Linked DNA regions of Sus scrofa: regions 2, 3 and 4 are each linked to region 1. The links are chromatin contacts, called in public HiChIP or PLAC-seq and promoter capture Hi-C maps. All regions are on one chromosome and are shown on one strand. The core of a region is the stretch at or near the end of the contact, and the rest is flanking DNA. Distances in the headings are between cores, read along the strand shown. Region 1 holds the start of ELP6 (elongator complex protein 6). Region 2 holds the start of MAP4 (microtubule-associated protein 4). Region 3 overlaps MAP4 (microtubule-associated protein 4). Region 4 holds the start of DHX30 (putative ATP-dependent RNA helicase DHX30).

Region 1 (2,602 bases), core at 47-2,546:
CAATTAGAGACCATAAGGAGGAAGAAGCGCAGCAGCGTTCAGTGCGACCCGCCAAGCGCTCCCGGGCCAGAGGAAGGCTCAGGACGGTTAAGAAGCGGGTCCCATGAGAAGGGTAGAGGGTGGAACTCTCCTCTCCTCTCGGGCAAGCACTTTTGGGCGCCAGGACGCCCACCTTATTGAACATGCATAGAGCTCGCTGGTACACGTTTGTGAAGTTAAGCCAATCCAAAGGTTGGATATGCTTCCTGTGAACCTCAAGGGCACACACGGCCTTTGAGAAGGCGCAATAAGGTCGAGATGCCCACGTTCCGCAAGCCCAAGAGTCCTGTCCAGTCCCCCAGTGGGCCCTCCGCGGACTACAATTCCCAGGCACCCCCGCACCTCCGGACCAACGTGTAATTTCCCACAGGTCAGAGTGCGCTTCATCCGGGTACGCCGTCTTCCGCCATGCTCCCGGGACCCGCCCATTTCCTGACGACCTTTACCTGCTCCACCTTGTCAGGACTGGTGTTGAGAAGGTTACTGAGTTCCGAGAACATTCTCAGCTCTGCGAAGGAGCGCCCTGGACGAAGAGATGGGGCTGCGGCAGAGACGGCTGAAGCTGGAGAGCGACACCCACCACTCAGGCCCGTGCGGCAGGAGCGCGCATGCGCAAAGCCTCTTCTAAGATCCCGCCGCAGCCAATAAAGCGAGCGCCCGGACCGGGCCGCTGCCTGCGCAGGCGCCGCGACGCGCATCCGGAGCCAGGGGCCAGGGGCCGGGCGCCAGGCGCCTTGGACAGTGGTTCCTTTGCAGGCCCTTCGTAGGGGCTCCCCAAGGTACCAGGCGACTGGGCCTCTTCCTCCTTCCCTTGGCTGCGCTCTCTCCCCAGCCCAGGACCTCCGGACTGTATAGCCTGTCGAGCTCCTGTAGTGTGTGCCACATTTCTAGAAGCTTGGCTACATCGCCTAACCAGAGGAGGGAAGATGCCCGCCCTCGTGAAAAACAAAAGACAAACATAATCAACACGGAATGGGCACAACATTGTAAATCAACTATACTTTTTGTTTTTAATTAAAAAATAAACGTGAAATGATACATTGAAAAGTTCTATGGAAAAAAGAAAAAGCATACAAGGAAGTAACAATGGGGTATGGGTAGGTTTCAGAATTAAAGGTGTTGTCAGGGTAGGGTCACTGACCAGATATGATTGGAACACGCCCTGTATGCTCCTCCTCGGGGCTTTCGCCCTGTTTCCCCCTCGTGGAATGTTCTTTTCCCAGATAATAAGCCGTTCAAAAAACCCCCGCGTTTTTTACGTCTTTACTCAGCTATCACCTTGACAGACCTTCCCTGAGCATCCTATTTAAATTGCAAACTGTCCCTTTCCCAGCACTTCTTATCCTTTTCACCTGCTGTTATTTTTTCTGTAGCTTTTATATGTATAGTTTTTGTTCTAGCCCAAGCAACCTCAGATCCCCAGAGACAAATCTGTAATTCGACAAAATTAAGTTTATTTACTCATTGTAGTGAGGGAGATAGCACACAAGCAGAGAGCCAGGAACCTGTCACCAAGCAAAGGAGAGAGTTGTATGACGATGTGGGGTTCAAAGGGAATTTAAATGAAGCACAGCTGCATGTACACGAGTCAAAATCTGGCTGGGACTGCAAAGCAGACCAGGGTCTCCATGGAAACTACAAGATTAGGATAGATTTGGAATGCAGTCATGATCTAAAGCTCTGCACCTGGGCTGGAAACTGAGGCTGCCTCTGTGTCAAAATCACTTAGATCCTCTAGCCAAGGGTGGGATGTTTCATGATTACTGCTGTGTGAAAAAGAAGGCAGGCCGTGTTATCCAGGAGCTACTTTGACACAGCTAGGTCTCAGTGTTTCCCTGTTGAGCATAAACAATTTCACAAAACATCAACATCAATTGATTATGATGGATGAAGACAAAACTAGACCGCTCCATCACTGTGATGAACACGAAACATGAACATTGTCTAAGCCACAAACAAAACATTCCCTCTCCCAGCTAATAAGAGTGCTGCTTGGAGTTCCTGTCGTGGCTCAGTGGTTAATGAATCTGACTAGAAACCATGAGGTTGCAGGTTTGATCCCTAGCCTCGCTCAGTGGGTTAAGGATCCGGCGATGCCGTGAGCTGTGGTATAGGTTGCAGATGCTGCTTAGATCCCGAGTTGCTGTGGCTGTGGTGCAGGCCGGTGGCAACTGCTGCTTCTCGGAGGTCCTGTCATGGCAGGGTGGAAACGAATCCAACTAGGAACTGTGAGGTTGTTTCGTCGCAGACTTGGCTCAGATCTGGAGTTACTGTTGCTGTGGTGTAGGCTGGCGGCTGTATTTCTGATGAGACCCTTAGCCTGGGAACCTCCATGTGCTGCAGTTGAGACCCTAAAAAGACCAAAAAAAAAAAAAAAAAAGAAAAAAGTGCTGCCTCTCTACCACTGACATAGCCTCATTCTAGTTGGCCCTCCATATATAAGATTTATTAAGATACATAATCATAGAATTAACATCTATTACTCAGCCACAAAAAAGAATGAAATAATGCCATTTGCAGTGACGTGGATGGACCTAGAGATTATCATACTGAGTGAAGTAAG
Region 2 (2,602 bases), core at 38-2,537, 460 kb after region 1:
CCAAAGCACCAAATGCATTTAGTTTATCCGTTCCTGGATAGAAGCAAAACCCTCACATTCCCCGCCTCCACAGGCCAATTTCACCAAAGAGCTCAAGCAACACACCGGCGGAGAACCTAGTCCATGTACTAGACCAATCTCAGTTCCGGATAACCTTTCTAACCGCCCCTTCAGGTCCCTGTCCTATCCTCACATCTCCACCCTTACTGCGACTCCTGCGCACTCCCGCAGCCAGACACATGCTTAGTCTCCAAACAGTGCCTGGGCCGCGCGCACAAGGAGGGAGAGTCCTGCCTGAGGCCCGGTTCTCTCGATCACCTCTCCGCCCTTCCGATACCTCTGACCGGGCACCCTCTCTAAGACTTGCCTCTGCCCCACCTCAACTGACCCCTAAAAGCCTCACAAGATGACCTTTGAGTTCCCCTACGTTCCCGAGCCCCACCCAGGGCCCCAGGCTGCAACCGATCCGCGCTACCCGGGCTCTGCCCCGTCTCGCGCTAGAGGTATGCTGCTCAGCACCCACTGCTCCATACCCCTGGAGCCGAAGCTCTCAGCTCGCCCACCAGCCCCCGGATCTCGCCTTGAACTCGGAAAATAACGCCCGCAGGCCCCCCGCCCGCCCCCGCGTCCCGCAGGCCGGCGGCCACCGCCCTTGCCCGCCTCCGGCGAGTCTTGGGGTCCCCGGCAGCCGCGAGGTGAGACTCGGGCAGCAATAGAGACAGTGGGGAGGCCACCCCTCGGATACGGCCCCGCCTGCCTCTGCACCTACCCGCCGCCGCAGCCGCACCGGAGCCGGAGCCGGAGGGAGCCGGGAGAGGGCCGGGAGGAGCCGGGAGGAGCTGGAAGCCAGCAAGCAAGACCGAGGGGCGGGACGCAGGGAGGCGGCCGCTTCCTCGTCGCCCTCTTGAGGGCGGGCGCGAGGGAGGGGCGCCGCCACCGCCTATCCCGCGGGCGCTGTGGTTCAGGCCAATAAGCGGGGCTAGGAGGCGGGCGGAGGGCTGAGGCGGACCAGTGGGCGCAGGCCCCACCTCCTCGACCCTGCTGGGGTAGCCTCCGAGCGGAGGACCGTTGGGGGCGAGGTACGCATGGGGGCTTTGGACGCCCGCTTCCCGTCGGCTCGCCCGCCCGCGGACGCCAGAGTAGGCGGAAGAGACACCGACCTCTCCCGCTGCTCTGGGGTGGTCGTCGCTTCCTTTCAGAACTCGGGTGCCTGGAGCGGGGAAGATGCGAGTTGCCGCGCACACGCGGCAGGGCCGGGTCTCCCCGCCGGCGGGGCCTGTGGGCTCTATGACGTAACCTGGGAGGGGCGCGGGGCGGGACCAGGGGCGGGGGCCAGCTGGTAGCGGGTAGAAAGCAGCAGTCGGGTGATGAGGACGCTGCTGGGGTGGCGTCCTCGCTGCTGTTCTGCCACCAGCCACAAGTGACGTGGCTGGTCCAAGTTGAGATGTGCTATAAGTGTAGAATACACACCGGATTTCCCAGACTTAAAAAATATATATAAAATAGCTCATTCATAATTTTATATTGATTACAGGAATCATTACAAAATTGATTGCAGGAATTCCCGTCTCGGCGCAGCGGAAATGAATCCGACTACGAACCATGAGGTTTAGGTTCGGTCCCTGTCCTCGTTCAGTGGGTTAAGGATCCGGCATTGCCGTGAGCTGTGGTGTAGGTCGCAGACTCGGCTCTGATCTGGCGTTGCTGTGGCTCTGGTGTAGACCGGCAGCAACAGCTCGGATTGGACCCCTAGCCTGGGAACCTCCATATGCCTTGAGTGCGGCTCTAAAATGACAAAAGTCAAAAAAACAAAACTGATTGCGGTTTGTGGTGTCTTTGGTTAAATAAAATATTTTTAAAATAAGCTCTTTTTTTTTTTTAACTTTTTAAAATGTGACCACTAGAGAAAGTAGAATTACTGTTTGGTTCACATTGTATTTCTGCTGAGTAATGCTGGTGCAGAACTTTAAAGTCATTTTAGTTAACATCTATTGAATGTTCACTATATTCCAGGCACTCTTGTAAGTATGTGACACCTAATAACTCATTTAATCATCACAACAATCCTATATGGTAGGTAATCCTATACAGTTGGTTCTCATTTTACAGATGAGAAAACAAACACCGAAGCTAAGTTACTTACCTAATGTTGGCAAGCCAGTAATTGGCAGAGTGGGGTTTAACTCAGGGAGTCAGGCACTGGGGCCATACATTCAACCTCCAGAGCCAGTTGGTTACCAGAAAGAACATTGGACTTGGTTGAAAGCCCTACCACTTTCTAGCTATGTAACATTAGGGAAGTTAAGCTTTAGTTGCCTTGTTTATAAAAATGAGGAGTTCCCTCGGTGGCGCAGCAGTAACAAATCCAACTAGGAACTGTGGGGTTGCGGGTTCAATCCCTGGCCTCGCTCAGTGGGTCAAGGATCTGGCATTGCTGTGAGCTGTGGTGTAGGTCACAGATGCGGCCCATATCCTGGGTTGCTGTGGCTGTGGCGTAGGCTGGCAGCTGCAGCTCCGATTCCACCCCTAGCCTGGGAACCTCCATATGCCGCATGCGTGGCCCTAAAAAAAGGACAAAAGACAAAAAAAAAAATTGTGTGAG
Region 3 (2,602 bases), core at 61-2,560, 380 kb after region 1:
AGCAACCCAAGCCATAACAGTGATAATGCCAGGTCTTGACCTGCTGAACCACCAAGGAACTCCTAAATTGAACTTTCTTAATAAAAAGAAGTGTCTGCCAAGCTAAAAAAAAATTCTTTATGCTATAAAAATTACCTTAGGTATTCAATATTTTCACCATCTTAATTTAGTTAACATATTACATTTGCAAATCTGTAAAGAAACACTAACCCAGAATGGCTAGGGGATTGGATATTACATTGAATGTATCCCAGATACAACATACTGGATTATCAAATAATGAAGTTACAAAATTAAAATGTTATTGAATGGACCGTGTTTTATTTATTAATTCAGAAGGCATTTCAGGAAGACTGAATTTCAACTGCGTTAAACAAAACATAAGTGGAGTATTAGAAAGTGTCTAAGAGTTCCCACTGTGGCTCAGTGGGTTAAGAACCTGACATAGTGTCTGTGAGGATGTGGTTTCAATCCCTGATCTCACTCGGTGGGTTAAAGATCCAGCATTGCCATGAGCTGCAGCATAGGTCACAGATGCACCTTGGATCCTGCGTTGCTGTAGCTGTGGCGTAGGCCTGCAGCTGCAGCTCTGATTTAACCCCTAGTCTGGGAACCTCCACATGCCACAGGTGTGGCCCTAAAAAGAAAAAAGTACCTAATGGTAATTGATATGCCATGGAAACTGTCTTTTGGGATAACTTCTTATTGCCACTCTGCCAAAAATCTTTCTCACCAGATGCTATAAAATATCAAATAGTTCTTTGGGCTTCTTAACTCTTAAAAACAGATTCCGGATAAAAGGGAGTTCACTCTGATAATCCAAAATGACAACATAAGTGAAGGTGCCTGGCAAAAGGGAGGAAAAAGCCCATATAATTAGGCAATTATCATAGATTGGATTAGAAGCTTCATTAGACCGAGAGCTCATGCCTCAAGGGTCTTTATTTTCAAAACTCATGTTTTGCTCACATTATACTTCAGTAATTAAGAGCCCAACCAAAGTCCAGTCCATACGTGTTAGTGTAAGATGTTTATTAGTGTAATTTATTTAATACAATGATCACATTAAAATGTCCCAATATACAAAACCATTGAAGTCTAAAGTCATAAAAAATACGAACTTAGGTGTGTAAATAAAAGTTTTTTAAAATATTATTTAAAAACAAAGTTTGACATCTTCAATATTGGGCCAAAAAGAAAAAAAAGAAAAAAAGAGATTGCATATAAGAAACAACACATTTCAACAGAGCAACCCTGACAGGTCTGGCTGCCTCATCAGTAAGATCCTGGGCCACTGGGCATGACCATTGGGACAATACAGTATTTCATCACAGGACTGGCTACTTCAGATGAAGCTCTATGAGCAACATTACATTTACTTCCTTCAAAATGAAACATCCAAGTGAAATAGCTAACAATATACACCAAATTTTATATGGCTGTTAGTAGAAAGTATCAACAATTCCATAAATTCAAAAAGAAAACAACAAATTTCAAAAATAAAACATGACAAAAATGGAAATTAAAATGGAATGAATCAACATCAATAATGAAGTGTTTGTGTTTCTGACTATAGACACAGGGTCCCACTCAGGCTTTTCTACCCCCATCACCTAGACAAGCTGTGAAGACTAGTTAGTTAGAAGTGACAGGATGTCAAATACAACTTTTTTTTTTTTCCCGCCTCTTTGGGGCCGCACTTGTGGCATATGGAGGTTCCCAGGCTAGGGGTCCAATCAGAGCTGTAGCTGCCAGCCTACGCCACAGCCACAGCAACGAAGGATCCGAGCCGCGTCTGTGACCTACACCACAGCTCACGGCAACACCAGATCCTTAACCCACTGACCAAGGCCAGGGATTGAACCCACAACCTCATGGTTCCTAGTAGAATTCGTTTCCACTGCAGCATGATGGGAACTCCAAGTATGACTTTTAAAAGTTAGCACTACCGGTTGTGAAAACCTCCTTGGGCAGAAAAAGAAAGGCACCAAAAAACCCCCAAAGGGAAAGAGCTCTGCTTTATTTGACGGTGTGCTCTCCTATGGCACTTTTCGTATTTTACTTTAATGGTAAGTATTTTCATATTTATCTGTTGCTTAAAAGGTAAGTACAAACTCTTCCCTCTAAAATGTACCTTCTCTCCAGAACCCATAGTAGGAATTCCTGGTAGAGGCACAAACCCTTGTGCCCCCAGTAGGAAATGCTCCCTAAATTTCAGAAGTCACAGCAAGGACTCAGTTTAAACTTGCATAATATTCTAACTTTCCCATCCCAAAAGTAGTTTTACTTTTTATACCAGAGGATTTAAGACAATATACATCTCAAAATCTTCCTCAGAACACAGTGCCAAATATTTATTTTAATCTGAAATAATCGGTGGGTGGCTTAGCAATTATAAAACCTGCATGGCAAGAGGATAGAAAATTTCAGAGTATCTCACATTCCAGATCTTAAACCAGAACTCCTCTATACTTTCAAAACATAACCCATGTTTTATGTTCTAAAAATCCAATCAAAGCTTGTCATTTGAAAAGTTCCACAGTATTTGTCCCAGATGGTTCCAGATTTTTTAGCTATTAGTTTGGAAAAATGAGGAAAGAGA
Region 4 (2,602 bases), core at 27-2,526, 260 kb after region 1:
TAGTATCCAAGGTAATATTTTTCCAGCCAACTCTACTCCCACACTTCCAGAATAACTTCTCTAAAATACAGTAAATTTACTCTCCTACTTGAACTGTAAAAATGTCTCACAAAAAACAATTGATTAAAAATAAAGTCAAAATCCCAGCATAGCATCCTGCTTTTTCTGCTCTATTTTCCTAAACATATACATATCCACCCCATTGGTCACATTGAACTATTGAATAGTCTTAGGATTTGCCTTTTGTTCCACCTGGATGCCTTTGCTCACGTGACTTTCTGTACCTTTTCAACACTATACTTCCTCTCCAGCATTTATAACTAACTTTCTGCTTTACAGATGTTTTCATCTTCTTTACTGGCCCTAGACCCCTTGGGAGCTGGGTCTTCGTTTCTGCCACACAACTGCTATCCATCAATATCCCTGAAGGCAACATCCCACACACATCATAGCCCCACGCCCTGATTAAAACAGGTAATAATTATTTGCATGTTCCATGCTCACCTCTCTCACCCTTCTGTCCCACGTTGAGATAAAATAATAAATACTTGTTAAATTTAAATGTTTGGACAAAAACGATGGGATACGGCCACATTTTAGAAAGCATATTCTAAGTCTTTCCAGCAGTAAAATCCTGACCCAGCTTCAGAGCTACTCCCCACTGAGATGTCTCCTTTTGACATTCACACTGGAGCCTCATTTGAAGGAATGCAGCACAAAACAAGGACAATGCCCTTTCTCATCTCAGGCGAGAGGGAGGCGGGGGCACGGGATCTTTAGACACGCCCAGCAGCTCTCTGACCTGCGGTCTCCCTCCACTTACAAGTGCCCCCTTGTTCTTTTCCTAGCGTTGTACTGTTCACAACGCGCGATCGTGTTAACTTCATCTTCCTAACAATCTTGTGAGGCAGAAATCCTCATCTCCCTAAAGAAACAGAAGATCAAAGGGAAGATGGAGAAGAGAAGAGGCGTGGCAACGAGCCGCGGCGGGGAAGCGGGTAGAAGCCCGGAGCCAGAGTTGGATTTTGTTCCCGGCTCAACCCTGACCCGGCCTGTGTGTTTACCCGCAGCGGGAGGCGCGGGGCGGGTGTGCAGAGGACCCTAAATCTCTCTCACAATCACACTCGGGATGCTAAGCCACAGCGAAAAGGGCGGCGGCCCAGGCTCGCTTCCTGGACGCCCCCAGGGCTCCTCGCGTGCTCATCCTCTTAACTACCCTGCCGGAAGTCCCGCCTCGCCCACCCCTCATTGGGCCCGGCGCCGGAGTCTCGCCGCGGGTTGGCTACCCGGGGGCATGAGCCCTGGGCGGCCACTGAGGGCCTCAAGCAGGGGACCAGCTGCAGACCCGCGGAGACGCGGGGTCGAGCGCGGGAGGCGGGGCTGGGGGCACGGGACCGGGAGCTCCCGCGGCTGGCGGGACTTCCGCCACGGGACCCGGAAGCGGCCGCGCAGCGGCTGGTGGGAGTTGTAGTCCGGCCGTGGTTTGGGGGGGCCCGCGGCTCATGCGCGGTGCACCGAGGCTTGTTTCACATCTGTAACAACAGGTGAATTGGGCTTTTTATTCTCCCCTTTCGTGCCCCCTTGAGGAGCCGGCCGCGGCCGGGGGTGGTCGGCGCGAGGAGGGGCTCGGGTCCGACCGCCGGCTTGGCGGAGAGTGGGGTGGAGAAGCGGGCTGGCCCGTGAAGCAGGCCGGGCATCCTAGGCCTGCCCGGGAAGCCGGCCGGGCCGAGCCCTGGCCAGCCAGGCCTCGGCCTGCCGTTGCCATGGAGCCGGGGCGGGGGCGGGGGCCAGACCGGTCCGCTGGGGCGGGCCTCGTAGCCAGGGGCACCGCGGGGGCCGCTGGAGAAGCCGCTTCATTGGCGCAACAACGCCTCCGCCTCAGGGGATGCTCTGTTTCCCGAGGTAGGGCCTGGAGGAAGCCCCCGGAGTGCCCTGGGACCTTTGTCTGCCCCCGTGCCGCCTGGACCGTTCGTCCAAAAGGTGGCCTGGTGCATTCTGGCCCCCCTGGTTTGCCTCCTTTTGCACCGACCTTTTTACTGGGGGAGGCCAAGGGGTGAAGTGTTCTTTGTTTGCTGGTGGTGACTTGCCCCATTTCGCAGGGGAAGACCTAATGCATGTTGGGTCCTTTGTTTGCAGTGAACTGAAGTCCCAGGGGTCCTCAGAACCCTCGAGCCAGGAGTATGGCGTTAGCATGCTGTCTAGCTAGTCGACGTGTAGCAACACTGCTCACTTTAATTGTGATTTTGCAGGGCAGAGATTGTTCACTTTCCAACCTCCATCTACAGGGGCTTGTCATACACTGTAGCAAGTGGACTGCAGGTGGCCAGTTGCAGATTCTAAACGTGGGTTTTAGTTGCAATTTACTAGCCAAAGCGAAAAGAGCATTGTTTGTTCGTTTCCCTTGCAGTTTCTTTGAAGGCAGTAACCCCACTGGCATAGTGGGACTTGACTGCATTTTATAGTTTACACTTAAATCTTGGAATCTTGGAGTTTCTGGAAGGAGAACTCTTTTCCTGATATAGTATTTGGGATTTATTTAGCGCTTTTTATTTATGTAGCTGTTTTAGGTGCAGGAAATACATCCTTTGCTGCATTTTCTGTG

The links. Promoter capture Hi-C pulls out the DNA fragments that hold promoters and counts their contacts. HiChIP or PLAC-seq counts read pairs in DNA pulled down with a chosen protein or histone mark.
Region 2: a contact with region 1 is called in an H3K27ac HiChIP or PLAC-seq map of alveolar macrophages. The contact joins the promoter of MAP4 here to the promoter of ELP6 in region 1. A contact is called at or near these places in 2 of 2 datasets of contacts at active chromatin or transcription factors (alveolar macrophages and skeletal muscle).
Region 3: an H3K27ac HiChIP or PLAC-seq map of alveolar macrophages shows a contact between it and region 1. The contact joins the enhancer-like site here to the promoter of ELP6 in region 1. A contact is called at or near these places in 10 of 47 Hi-C or Micro-C datasets (embryonic fibroblasts, fetal heart ventricle, heart right ventricle and 5 more) and 2 of 2 datasets of contacts at active chromatin or transcription factors (alveolar macrophages and skeletal muscle).
Region 4: a promoter capture Hi-C map of liver shows a contact between it and region 1, with 6 times the contacts expected there. The contact joins the promoter of DHX30 here to the promoter of ELP6 in region 1. A contact is called at or near these places in 3 of 5 promoter capture datasets (fetal liver, fetal skeletal muscle and liver), 16 of 47 Hi-C or Micro-C datasets (alveolar macrophages, embryonic fibroblasts, fetal heart ventricle and 9 more) and 2 of 2 datasets of contacts at active chromatin or transcription factors (alveolar macrophages and skeletal muscle).

What each region holds. Positions count from the first base shown.
Region 1 is chr13:30,340,656-30,343,257 of Sscrofa11.1, forward strand. ELP6 (elongator complex protein 6) reads right to left here and starts at 1,297. Exons shown (of 7, transcript XM_003358419.4): 1 at 486-1,297. The coding sequence starts at 737.
Region 2 is chr13:30,803,896-30,806,497 of Sscrofa11.1, forward strand. It overlaps MAP4 (microtubule-associated protein 4), which reads right to left and starts at 1,288. Exons shown (of 19, transcript XM_021070579.1): 1 at 1,161-1,288.
Region 3 is chr13:30,724,526-30,727,127 of Sscrofa11.1, forward strand. All of the region lies in intron 3 of MAP4 (microtubule-associated protein 4), which reads right to left. Among named protein-coding and RNA genes, the nearest start is that of MAP4, 79 kb to the right of the region's middle. Within about 2 kb of position 1,311, at least 3 of the 83 cell types and tissues checked have an H3K27ac peak or open chromatin away from gene starts, as enhancers often do. A contact at or near this core is called in alveolar macrophages, where this site is marked.
Region 4 is chr13:30,600,732-30,603,333 of Sscrofa11.1, forward strand. It overlaps DHX30 (putative ATP-dependent RNA helicase DHX30), which reads left to right and starts at 1,277. Exons shown (of 22, transcript XM_003132174.5): 1 at 1,277-1,544.